Linked DNA regions of Gossypium hirsutum: regions 2, 3, 4 and 5 are each linked to region 1. A link is a contact called in public Hi-C data. All regions are on one chromosome and are shown on one strand. The core of a region is the stretch at or near the end of the contact, and the rest is flanking DNA. Distances in the headings are between cores, read along the strand shown.

Region 1 (2,507 bases), core at 5-2,504:
AAAAATACTTACCTTTTTAACCACATCAAGCACATAAGGCTGTAGCTCTTCAGTTCTATAGGCTCCAACACCAAGGTTGAGTTTCAACTCATGGTCGTCTGCTTTGAAAGCTTCAGACACCCCAAGAATTGGATCAGGGGGAGCCATTGTAATACCCTCGAAATGAGACACATTGGAAGCCACAACCATAGAGACTCGACCAAAAGACTGCAAACAACAAAACAATTCAAACATAGAGGCCAAAAAAAATTGAATTATGCTCCAAGTCCCTGTATGCTTTGTACATTTGGAATTTAGTCCCTCTAGTTTTCAGGTTTCTAAATTTAAGTCCAACTTCAGTTAAATTTGCAAGAGTGACATTTTGAAATTAAAAAAAAAAAACACTCACTTGACATTGTGATCAACTTGAATTTAATGGAATATTTTTAATTGTTTCAACAAATGAACTTACAATTTTAAATCTGAATTGAAATAAAAGTAAAGCGACTAAATTTCAAAAGGGCACAAAGTACAGGAACCTGGAGCATAACCCCTTAATCATAATTACAATTACAATTACATAACCATACTGGACATAAAGAGTTGATCTTTAAATGGAAATGGAAAGGGGTAAAAAAAGTACCTTTGCTTTGATGAAAGGATTGGTTTTTTCCTTGTTGATGCACCCAAGATTCAATTTTCCCTGTGGGAAACATATATTTCCATTTTCTCAGTAATCAAATCAGTATCTAAAACAGAAACAAAAAATGAAATTGAAAGAAAGGGATTAGAAATACCTTGTTAATTTCATGAAAACAAAGTGAAGCAGAGGGAGTGGCAGAAGCCAAAGAGAGCAGTGTGGAAGCCATAATGAAATCAACAAATTGGTAATAGCAAGGATTAGAGATAAGGGGTTTAGTAGAGGCAAAAGGGGGCGATGGGATCAAGGCGAAAACTTTGGTGGTGGTGTTGGCGATCAAAATGGGTTTTTGATTTTTTCAGCCAAAACACTGTGAAATGCTCTGCCGTTGGGATCGAGCTGGTAGAGACTGTGTGTGTGCACTGTGATGAAATCGTCTTTAGGGGTATAGTCGTTTGCCACTTTTCAGCTCATAAGCGGCTTTACCATTAGTTGACGTTGATTAAGATCTTTAGGGTTCATGATTCACGATCGTGTCCGATGTTGTGTTGATGAGTGTCCATAACAACGGCTGAAGTATTAGCCTCAGGAATCGGTAATTATGCCTGTTTTGGAATTTATATTTTTTTCCACTTCGTTACATAAATTTGAGAATAATGTCTATTTAAGTATCTAACTTGATAAATGTGAAAGTTTAACGACGTGACACTTTAAAATTTCGTGTGTTGGTCTGATGGTTAAGGTGTTCACCGTATCAATTGTGACATGATTTCGAGTTGTGCTAGTCACATATAATTCACCAAAAAATATGACGTGACATTGTAAAATTCTATCACGTATAATTTGGAATCTAATTTTGATAGAATCTAACTTCAAGGAGGACAAAGAGGGTGCCAATGATCTTCAAGAGGAGATCCTTCGACAAGATGATACTAAACAAGAGCTAGAAACGATAGTCGAGCCAGTAGCTAAGTCGGAGGATGAGCAGAACACAAAACCCGTCCTCACAAAGATACCATTTCCTGCACGGTTAGAAGATAAATGGAGATGAGATAAAGCGAAATTTTAAGTTCTCTAAACTTATTTAAATCGTTTAATGTTAATTTACCTATTATTGAATTAATAGGGAAAATTTCAAAATACACTAAATACTTAAAAGAAATACTGGTTAGGCGTAGGATACTTAAAACGGGAGACCAAATTAACTTAGACACATCCTGTAGTACGATAATCAAAAAGCAAATTCCCCCAAAATTAAAAGACCTGAGGAGTTTCACAATTCCAATGGAGATAGGGGACATCCATTTTAGTAAGACCCTGTGTCACTTAGGAGTCAATACCAATCTAATGCCCTTATCAATATATAAGAAACTTGGGTTAGGGGAACTCAAAAACACACATATCACACTACAGCTGGCTAACAGGTCTTCAGTACAACCGAAAGGAGTGCTTAAATATGTTTTGGTTAAGGTGTGTAATTTTATCATCCCGGTCAATTTTGTAATTCTAGACATTGAGGAAGACCGTGAAATCCCTATTCTGTTAGGAAGACGTTTTCTAGCCACATCTAGGTTTACCATCAACTTAGAAAATAATGAATTAACCATGAAAATCAATGGTGAGACCAAATTATTTAAATGTGGTAACCTATAGAATGAGGGAAATGAGAAAAAGTCAAGGAACACATGTTATGAGATATCTATAAATTGCTCTAACAACCTTGATTTAGGAAAGGTAGATTCTATAATAAATGTAGGACGAAAGAGCAAATTTAAAGAACGAGACAAGCAGAGTAAAGTGTAGTGGCATGACGGACGTTGGACAAATTCAAACGGACAACCAAGAGTCAGAACGTCCAAGTGTAGACTCATGGAACTGATGGATGAAT
Region 2 (2,507 bases), core at 5-2,504, 250 kb after region 1:
CGCACGAGGAAGGGTTAGCACCCTCGTAACGCCCAAAAATCGGTACCAAATTGATTATTTAATGTCTTAGTGTCAAGGGTAAAAAGATTTAAAAAAAAACTCAAATGATGAAATCTAAAAAGGATAATCAAATGTTTAAGTCAGACGAAGAAATCGAAACCCAATACGTTAGGGTACAATATCTCAAAATCCCCAAACTTTGAATTTTGCTTTATTTTATAAGAAAATCTTCATTTCGAGAAAGCAATATGTCATGCCCAATACATTAGGACACAACAAATTAAATTCCCGAAAATGATTTGTATACTTATGCATTTTGAATAAAGAATATTCTCGATTATTTAGGATTAATAAAGAAAATTAGAACCCAATACGTTAGGGCTCAATTTCCTCGAAAATCCCGAATATCGATTATTGCATTATTTTAAAGCTTTTGAATCGAAAGAAAATGATTTTAATGTTTCGACGAAACCAAAATATATATTTTTAAAAGGTATGTTAAAAAGTTAATGTACAATATGAAACAAACTTTAATTTAAATTATATGTATACATAAGTATGATATATAAACGAATTTTGCAAATATGAGTATGGATATAAGAGGAAAAAAATGCATAAGTATTATAAAATGTTAATGCATATATCTATATGAATACATAAGTCATAAAAATGAAACAATAATAAAATACATATAAAATATATTCATACATTTCTTAAAAAAAAGTATAAGTATAATATATTAGTAAATATAAAAACGTGGAAAATATTTATAATAGCTTTGAATAGAGTATAAAAAAAATATATGTACATGTTATAAAAAATTGTATAAACATATAAATTATACAATTGGGAAAACATATAAAGATTATGAAATATAAATGTATATATATATATAAAACTGTGAAAATAAAATAATAATAAAATATGTATATAGTATATATATTTAAAAAATTAAAAAAAATATATGTATTAATATGCATATACGCATATATAAGTAAGTATATAATAATATATAATATAATAATAAACTAATAATAATACAGTAATAATAATATAAATAAACAGTATTAACAATATAATAAAAGCTAAAAATAACAAATTAAGGATTAAATTAAAAAAAACAGAATTTGAGAGCTGAATTTGAAAATCAAAACAAGAAAGGGAGTAATTTAAAACACGCGTAATAGGGGGAGGGTCGAAGGAGAAAATTACCCAAAAACACTACACAGCACTGGACTAAAATAAAACAGATTCGATATTTCATGGAAAAATTTGAAAACAAAAAAAAATGGTTATGAAATGATAGGATAAAATGGAAGGATTAAAAACAAAATAACCCATCAATGTTTAAAAGTTAAAATCCATTTCATTTGCAGCCAATAAAACCCATTTCAAACCCTAAAAATTATTCTATTTCAAATGCAGCCACAGCAACCAGTCCATTCCCCGCTCCTCACGCCGAGAACCAGCAAGAATCCCGACGGCGTGCCTCTACTGGTAAGAAACTTCTCTTTTTCCCTCGTTATTTCGTTTATTTGTTTTAAAAAACAAGGAAGAAAATAAAAAAGGAACAAAACAGTAAAGAGAAAGGAAAATCGGAACCCACTCAATACCTTCAAAATTGGTTTTTTTATTCTCTGTTTTTCTGTTTTCTTCAATACTTTTCAACACATCCTCCCCCCACTTTTATAAAATCGATTGGCTTTTATAGCCACTCTTTACAGAAGCAAAACACTCAAACCCCCCCCCCTTTTTCTCTCTTCTATAATACTGTTCTTGGTTCATTTGTAGGATAAACATGCATGGTGGATGCGAGGAATCGCTGAACGTGGGGTGATGGGGCCGTTGTTGCAGATGGAGAACGTGCGAGCGGCGCGATCTGCGGTTTCTACTTCCATTGCTACTGAAAACATGTTGTGGGCTAGGGTTAATTTTGGGCCAATTGGGCCAAATGTATTTGGGATGTTGGTTTTTAGCCAGGCCAAAATTGGCCTATTACAAACATAATTTTATATTCAAGATTGAACAGAAACATTATTAATAGGGATAAATGTCAAAACTACATATGAACTTTGGTTTTATGTGTAATTTTATATCACAACTTTGATTTTGTGCAAACATGAAATTTTGATTTGATCAAATTCTCACAAACTATTAACACAATTACTGATATAACATAATTTTATGTTTATTGCAATAATTATATTTATCCAATATAAAAATAAATTGATGTATTTATTTATTTATTTAAATGTGTATAATTGAATCAATGTTAAAGTTTTATGTATACATTTGAACCATAATTAAAGTTTCATGTGTTCAATTGAACCAACTTAAAGTTCATGTATAATTTTGAGATTTATCTCTTATTAATAAAATAATTATATTATATTATTGATTTTGCAGATTTAAAAAATTACGAGAAACATAGATAAGACAAAGTATTAATTCTTTATTAATCGAATTTTTTATCTTATTTTTTCAAATAAATATGAGTTATACTATTT
Region 3 (2,507 bases), core at 6-2,505, 220 kb after region 1:
ATAAAAGAGAAGAAAGAGTCAACTAAAAGCTTCTATAAAATCTTCAAAAACCTCAAAACTAATATTTTTAAAATATTCATTTTTACAATATTCATTTTAAATTATATCAAACAAGATATGATGTGACATCTAATAGTAAAATTAGCGATATAATGGAAGAACCTAATTTACATAACCTCGATAATGGGATGTTTGATGCAATTATCAAGTTTAAAAATAAACGTCAAATGGATAATACTATTAATTGACCTTTATTAAATTTAAATTTTTTTTAACATTGAAACTTTAAATAAGATATTTGAATATTAAAATATCAAATATTTAAAATTAAAAGAAATTCATCATGTATTGAGAAAGCAACTAAATAATTGAATTCAGAGTAATTGGACCATCAAATTACATTCTTCCGTTCTTAGATAAATGGGTGAGAATAGAAAATTACACGGATAGTTAATCATGATGACTTTTAATTTTTTTTTTAAAATTTACATTAAAATATAATTAACCAAATCCAATATAATTCATGGTAATTATTGAAGAGAAATCCAAATCTTGTAATTACAATATCATACCATCCATTTTAGTTGTTAGTTTTGGTCACGTGATGAACACTTTGGTTGATGGATTAAAAACGTGTTGTAATTAAAGTAGGTTCATCCGTTTTACTTTTAAAAGGTAAAAATGGTCCTCTTTTAAATAAATCAAATTGCATATAATGATTTTGAGTTTTCGCTTATACAACCCTAAATGAGCATGCAAATGTAAAGCAAGTCTAATTTGAGCTTACTCAACCCCTTTTTTAAATATCATTTTAGATTTTCTTAGATTTTATATATATTTTTAAAGGTGGACAAAAAGAAAATTCAGAAATCAAATTGAGAGAAGATGCCAAGATCAAAGGCTGCATCTCATTTTCAAGTATTTTAAGAGTAACAATGGACTAAAAACCGAAATATATTTAGACGTTTGAATAAATAAATATGGTAAGACTTAAACTTAAAAATATAACCTATAATCAATCTAAACTCATACAAATCCAACTTAATTTAATCTTATAAATAATCCGAGGTTTAAAAAATGGGTTGAAATTGGATCTAGAATTATCTTTAAATAATACTTAATAGAAAGAAATTTGGTATGATAACTAAAGGTTTTGTGCCTTGTAGTATTATTTTAACTCATTAATCCGGCTTTGTGATTAAACCATTAAAGTTATTTTTATTTAATGATAAAAAAGTCATTAGATTGTCAGGTAGGAAATGTAAAGTCTCCTTCTTTGTCCATCCCCAATCCCCATATATAGCTTCCATAAAAAGGCCCCCTTCAAATTCGCACACAAACAAAATTAAATAATGTCCCCCCAACGCTACCGCCATTTTCCGCCCTTCCCTTCTTGCTTCCGCCCTTCCGCCGCCGCAGACAACCGCCATATGCCGTCGCCACAATCCGCCGCTAAAACTAGCCTCGCTACAAGTCTCTACGACACAAATATAGGCCTTTTTTCCTTAACCTGGTCCCGCACCTTCCTTGGCCACTCCCTCCACCTCCACCACCACCACCATCACCACCACCTTCCCTCTTCTCCTCTCTCCGTCCTTTCATCCTCTGCCCTCCATTTTCATCTCAATATCAAATCCTTTGCTTTTTGGAAGAAAAAAGGTTGTAAAAACGTCAGCAGCGCCACTGTCCCTAATGTGAAAATTTTCTGGGACCTTTCAAGGGCAAAGTTCGGATCCGGACCTGAACCCGACTCTGGGTTCTTCGTTGCCGTCGTTGTCGACGGTGAAATGACGCTTCTCGTCGGCGATGCTACCAAGGAAGCTTATACTCGAACTAGAGCTCAAAACCCTGGGAGTAGAGGCAGCCAAACTCTTGTTTTGAGAAAAGAGCACGTGTTGGGGAGCAGAGTTTACAACACAAAAGCCAGATTCGGAGGCAAATTAAGGGATATCTCGATCGATTGTAGGGTAAACGAGGATGCAAGGCTGTGCTTGAGCGTGGATAACAAAAGGGTATTGCAAATAAAGCGGCTTAAATGGAAATTTAGAGGGAATGAGAGGATTGAAGTGGATGGGGTATGGATAGGAGTCTCGTGGGATGTCTACAGCTGGTTGTCCGATAAAGATGGCAACAATGGGCGTCCAGCCGTTTTCATCTTCAAGTTCGAGAACCAAGGCACTGAAACCATGGAGGATCCTTTCAAGGAGGGTGTGGTTTTGGGGCAGCAAAGTCCGTGTAGTGATGGGATTGAATGGAAGAAGAAAAGGAGAAGCTTGTTGAGGAGTGCTAGGAGTTCTTCGTCTTCCTCCATTTCGATGTCTTCGGCTTCTTCGGGGTGCAGCTCTTCGGTAATGGAGTGGGAAAGCGTTGAGGAGAGTGAGTTATGTGCTCCCATGGGCTTCTCTTTGCTTGTTTATGCCTGGAGAAACTGAAAAGATTGTGCCTTTTTTTTGTGTGTGTTCATAACATTATTAGTCTCTATTTATCACTAACCCCATTTGTTTTTA
Region 4 (2,507 bases), core at 5-2,504, 190 kb before region 1:
ATTCTCCAGATATTATATATATATATATTAGAAGGAAGTTCATTAATTTATTCTATGAATGGGACTATACAATTCGAAGAAAAAAAAATATTCATCATAGGCAGTGAAAGACGAGCTCTATCAGCACAATAAATACTTCAGCATCAATAAAACATTATGGTATATTGACAATTGACTTTGTAACAACTTAAGCACAATATATCTAGAGTGATTGCAATTACTTAATGTAATAAGAAAATCAGCCCCGAATAGTCCAAAGCAATAGGTGTATGCTTTTTTGAAAAACATGCAAAATCATCCCTAAAATCACTTACAAAAACAAGACTAAATCCATAAATAAGACTTTATACACAAGCAACACCAAAAAAGAGTTACAAGAGCAGAAAAAAAAAACTTCAAAAAAACGAAAACTTACTAAACAATATAAAACAAATAAAAAAACATATAAAACTTAAAAGACACTATAGGTTATTCTGAAATACTCTAAAAAAAGAAACAGATTAAGAAGTTGATGGCAAAGAAATTGCTGGTGGATAGTGGAGTTTCAGCAACGATAAACACCATCATCTATTCATCACTATTTGTAAAGATGGCAAAAAATACTCGCAAAATATATCTGCAAATTAAAAAGAGAGAAAACTCACCGAATGAATGAAAAAAAAATAAAAAAAATTGTGAGAGGGAGAAAAAGGCGTGCGCTAGACAAAACAAAACAAAAAAAAGAAATAAAAGAAGAAAAAGATCTATATATTAATTTCTAAATTATTCATAAATATCTCTAACCTAAAATGTCTACCTTATTACATTTTCTCCTAATTATATTTCTATAATAGAACATGTAAATGATAAATTTAATATTAAATTAATTATTCAGTTGATGCAAACAAACAAACCATATAATACACAAAACCAATGATTTGCAGCAACAGTTGGATATTCGATTTCCTTCTAGCAAGGTCTCCAGTTCATATATTTTAATTGAAATCTAAGATGATTTTTGAAAGAAAAACATAGTAGGTGAGTGGTTGGTATAAACGTTTCAAAAACTATATTAACTGTCAAACTAGTCATGGATTCAATAATAATAAAATAAACAATAAAAACATTATAAATCGGTTGAATTACTTTTAATCTCATATTTTGTTTTTTTATTGAATAAATTTATTTATTTTTGTATGTAAATGGATTTTTGATCCAAAAAATCCATCCATCACTATAGTCTGATTCCAAAAAGCAAATTAAGGATGTTATGAGAAAGAATACAAATTTATTTAAAGTCATCCCAACAGCAAGAAATTAATTGACATAAGGACAAATTAAAATAAAGATTAGGCTCTGGCCCCTTTTAACGGTCAAGTAGCAGCTGGATCCGCATTGGCTTAAAAGCAAGTGAGCTGTAAATTGGACGGCAAATGCCGGTTTTTGTGGCTTTGGATGTTTCTTTTTATAATCCCTGCATTCCTCTTTGCTCTCAAAAATCATCCTCCCATGGCCGCCGCACCACAAGAAAAACCAACCCACGCCAAAGAAACCTGGCCATTAAGAAACGACGGAAACGAAGACTACTCCCAAGATTTCGAAGACCCGGATTCGTCCTTCGGCTGCGGTTGTTTCCGGGGACTTTTCCGGTGGCGGTTCCGGCTCCAAGGGCAGGGGTACTTGCTGCAACAAGAAGAGGCAAAAGAAAGCTGGTTGAAGAGGAAAGCCAAGGAACTGAAAGAGGTATCGGAGGTATTGGCAGGGCCCAAGTGGAAGAATTTCATACGAAGGTTCAGCGTTTATGGAGCCAACAAAAAAAGGAGGTCGACGATGAAGATGCAGTATGATATTCAGAGCTATGAACTCAATTTCGATGAAGGGATCCATAGAGAAGCTGATGCTGCTTTCCTTGATTTCTCTGCTAGATTTGCAGCTCCATGTGGGATCAACAAAGGGTAGAGAGAGAGAGGTTGGGGGCTTAAATTTAATATAATTTTTTTGAGGGGGTCAAAAAGAAATTTTACCATTACATTGGTTTATAAGTTTATTTGCCCTGAATTGTTGAGTAAGACCATTCTTTTTGTACATTGTTCATAATCGTCATATGAATGATAAATGTTAATGAAAATCGGTTTGTTTGGGTGTAGTTACTTGTTTGGCATAATTACAATCTTACCTCCTATTCTTTTATCACTTTGGTTTTTAACCCCTTTTTTCTCTTTTAAAATTACTTTATTCCTCGATCTTCAATCGTCAGTTATATTACTTTTTGTTAAAACAAAACTCACTGGACTATTAAAAACTTAAACGGTGTTGACATGGTATCTTGTGTATACCGTATTACAATTTATGTTTACTTTATTGTTGATGTAGATGGTTCTTTTAAAATTTTTATGAAGTTTTATTAAGTATGCGTGAACTGTCATGTAAGTTACTACATGCCTCATTAAAATTTTACGAGTTCAATCAATTTTTTCTTATAAAAGAAGGGATAAAATGCAAAATTACAAATGAACTTTGGTTCAACG
Region 5 (2,507 bases), core at 5-2,504, 150 kb after region 1:
AAATATTTATTTTATTTTATTTAATTAATAAATTAAAACAAATTATCTTTTTCTAAAAAAATAAGATATTTAATTTTATCAAACAACATACTTAATTTGAGTACTTATATTTATTAATTTACCGAAAAATTTTAGCACTCACGGGATTGGAAACAAACAATTAATAAAATAGAGAAATTAAAAGTAATGAAATTGTAATATAAAAAATTAGATTAGAAAAACATATAGTAGACCTACCTATTATTTTTGTTGTACTTGACTCATGTCCAGATGCTTTTGAGGTTTCAAATTTAGAGAGTTGGGGCATTGAACAATAATTTGGTGCTACTATCTCAACAACTCCATTTTATTTATTTATTTATTTTGAAAAAATACCTTAATTAATTAGTGAGAAATGCCATCAATTTATTTATAACAGCTACTCTTAACCACCAAATATATTTCGGATTTAAATATTTCTCCTTTTGACAAAATTATAAATAATTTATATGTATTTTTAAAATTATTCATTATTTTTGTTCATAATACGTCATTCTGGAAATGTATAAACCACTAATAGTGAGGCCAATAAATTTGGTTACATTAAAATATTTGGGAGGATTTATGTTAAAATAAGTTCAATTAAATTATTATTTTTTGGGTGGGACAAACTTAATTCCCCTTTTCATTTAATAAAACAATTACTTAGGTTTAAGAAGCGTTCAACGTGGAATTAAATCATGTAACCAAGGAGGCAAAGCCCCATCCCCTCATATTGGGCCCTGAATGTTATCAATTCTAATTTTTATTTTAAATGCTTAAAACTCCCCATTTTCTTTTTACATTTAGAATTTAATTTCTCTCTTTTTTGAATTTAAAAATATAAGTTTAATTATTAACACCATTAATTTTTTAAAAAAATTCAAATTCATTAAAATGTCATTTTTTAGTTATATGACTACCAAATGAGTTTTTTTTATTTCAAAATGTCACACCAACACATTTAACAAAAAAAATAATTGATCGATGTTAATAATTGAACATGATTTCTATAATTTAAAAAATAGAAGGACTAAATTTTTAAAAATAAAAGTATAGAAATTAAATTGCAAATTTACAAAGAATACAAAACTTATATGTATTTGAACTCTTCTAAATTAGATAATTAGGAGGATTAAATTTTAAAAATCCAATGAATACAAGGATTGTGGACAGGTAATGGACCGATCATAAAGTGCCATTGGATTTATGAACTATATCCAACCAATCCAAGATAATTATATTGTATGCTATAATTATTTGGGGGGGGGGGCACCTGTTGCTCTCCTAAATACTGTAGTAGCTTCGTGGGTGGGACAAAAATGGATTCAAAAACAAAGATAATTCAGATTCAAAATTGCCAGTAAATTGTAGAAAACGCGTTTTGATTCAGCTATTGAAAGTCTTTTCGAGTCTTCAAATTAAATCAAACAAATGGGTCGACTTGTCTTCTTTTTTCCTCACTGTTTACTTTGACAACCCAATCTTTCCACTCTTCAAACGTCAAACCTTCCGGTCTTTAGTTTCAACGATTTTTCACAAAAAAAAAAATCAATTGCAAATGGTATTTCATCTATTAAAAAATACTGTTATATCTGTAACACCCTAAACTCAGCCTAGACGTCTAGACCAAGTTCAAAGAGTTACATCATCCATACTAAAAATACCATAATTATAACGCAGTCAAAATAAATCATTCATCACATACTAACCATCACAACAATTATCTAAGCACATAATCTTCATAAATACCATAACATCATAGAATACCGAAATTCTTAGTAGTAATACTTAAAAGAAAGATAAAAACTTGATCGAGCTCCCGCAACACTGACCCGTTCAAGTTTGTGAACCACCTGCAATTCAATCAGAAAATAATGAGTTGCGAACTCAATGCATATAAGAGGTTCATTCATTGTAATACAATTGAAAGAGCATTCTCGAATTCCTAAGATTTGATTAAGTAAACGAAGTCGTTCCAGTTCAGATACAAAATAGTTCAATTACAGAAGCAGAAGCAATCTCGGTTTCATTTACAGAACAGATCATTTTCATATGTAAGTTTTCCTACCCCTAACCTTTACACACCATCTTCGACCATCCCAACACACCATTAGGGCGTTCAATGCCCATCCAACCCTACACACGATAGAGTGTCTGTCTAACACATTTACAGGATCTTAGCTTAGCTGCCAAATCAGTATGCGTCAAAGCGCCAGATTCAGAGTTACCCGCCAATAGCTTAACCATTAGTTTGGATCAAAGTACTTCCTTCTTCACAGAATCCTAACCCATACATATGCAGTATACTATATCCACTTTTATAGAGTACAGTTCAATATCAGATATAGCTATCACCATACATATATGTAGTTATGCTATACATATTTCAATCATAGAGCTTCAAAGAGCCCTCATACAATCAAACTCAGATCATTCAAACATCGAGGAGACCAAGATCAGTGTCGACCACACACATGGCCTCAGAA

What was found. Hi-C and Micro-C count contacts between places; a contact is called where the count stands out from the background.
Region 2: a Hi-C map of leaf shows a contact between it and region 1, with 2.8 times the contacts expected there. The contact joins the enhancer-like site here to the promoter of LOC107901617 in region 1. A contact is called at or near these places in 4 of 34 Hi-C or Micro-C datasets (anther, hypocotyl, leaf and 1 more).
Region 3: a contact with region 1 is called in a Hi-C map of leaf, with 3 times the contacts expected there. The contact joins the promoter of LOC107901666 here to the promoter of LOC107901617 in region 1. A contact is called at or near these places in 11 of 34 Hi-C or Micro-C datasets (callus, hypocotyl and leaf).
Region 4: a contact with region 1 is called in a Hi-C map of leaf, with 1.6 times the contacts expected there. The contact joins the promoter of LOC121218328 here to the promoter of LOC107901617 in region 1. A contact is called at or near these places in 2 of 34 Hi-C or Micro-C datasets (callus and leaf).
Region 5: a contact with region 1 is called in a Hi-C map of leaf, with 2.1 times the contacts expected there. The contact joins the enhancer-like site here to the promoter of LOC107901617 in region 1. A contact is called at or near these places in 5 of 34 Hi-C or Micro-C datasets (anther, fibers, leaf and 1 more).

The regions. Positions count from the first base shown.
Region 1 is chrD06:24,176,346-24,178,852 of Gossypium_hirsutum_v2.1, forward strand. LOC107901617 (aspartate aminotransferase, chloroplastic) reads right to left here and starts at 1,255. Exons shown (of 11, transcript XM_016827695.2): 1 at 777-1,255; 2 at 623-682; 3 at 13-207. The coding sequence starts at 848.
Region 2 is chrD06:24,423,952-24,426,458 of Gossypium_hirsutum_v2.1, forward strand. No RefSeq gene overlaps it. Among protein-coding and RNA genes, the nearest start is that of LOC107901664, 8.9 kb to the right of the region's middle. Within about 2 kb of position 1,255, at least 7 of the 9 cell types and tissues checked have an H3K27ac peak or open chromatin away from gene starts, as enhancers often do. A contact at or near this core is called in leaf, where this site is marked.
Region 3 is chrD06:24,399,479-24,401,985 of Gossypium_hirsutum_v2.1, forward strand. LOC107901666 reads left to right here and starts at 1,256. Exons shown (of 1, transcript XM_016827754.2): 1 at 1,256-2,507. The coding sequence starts at 1,353. The coding sequence ends at 2,432.
Region 4 is chrD06:23,984,134-23,986,640 of Gossypium_hirsutum_v2.1, forward strand. It overlaps LOC121218328, which reads left to right and starts at 1,255. Exons shown (of 1, transcript XM_041095417.1): 1 at 1,255-2,129. The coding sequence starts at 1,435. The coding sequence ends at 1,938.
Region 5 is chrD06:24,328,312-24,330,818 of Gossypium_hirsutum_v2.1, forward strand. No RefSeq gene overlaps it. Among protein-coding and RNA genes, the nearest start is that of LOC107900076, 8.1 kb to the right of the region's middle. Within about 2 kb of position 1,255, at least 3 of the 9 cell types and tissues checked have an H3K27ac peak or open chromatin away from gene starts, as enhancers often do. A contact at or near this core is called in leaf, where this site is marked.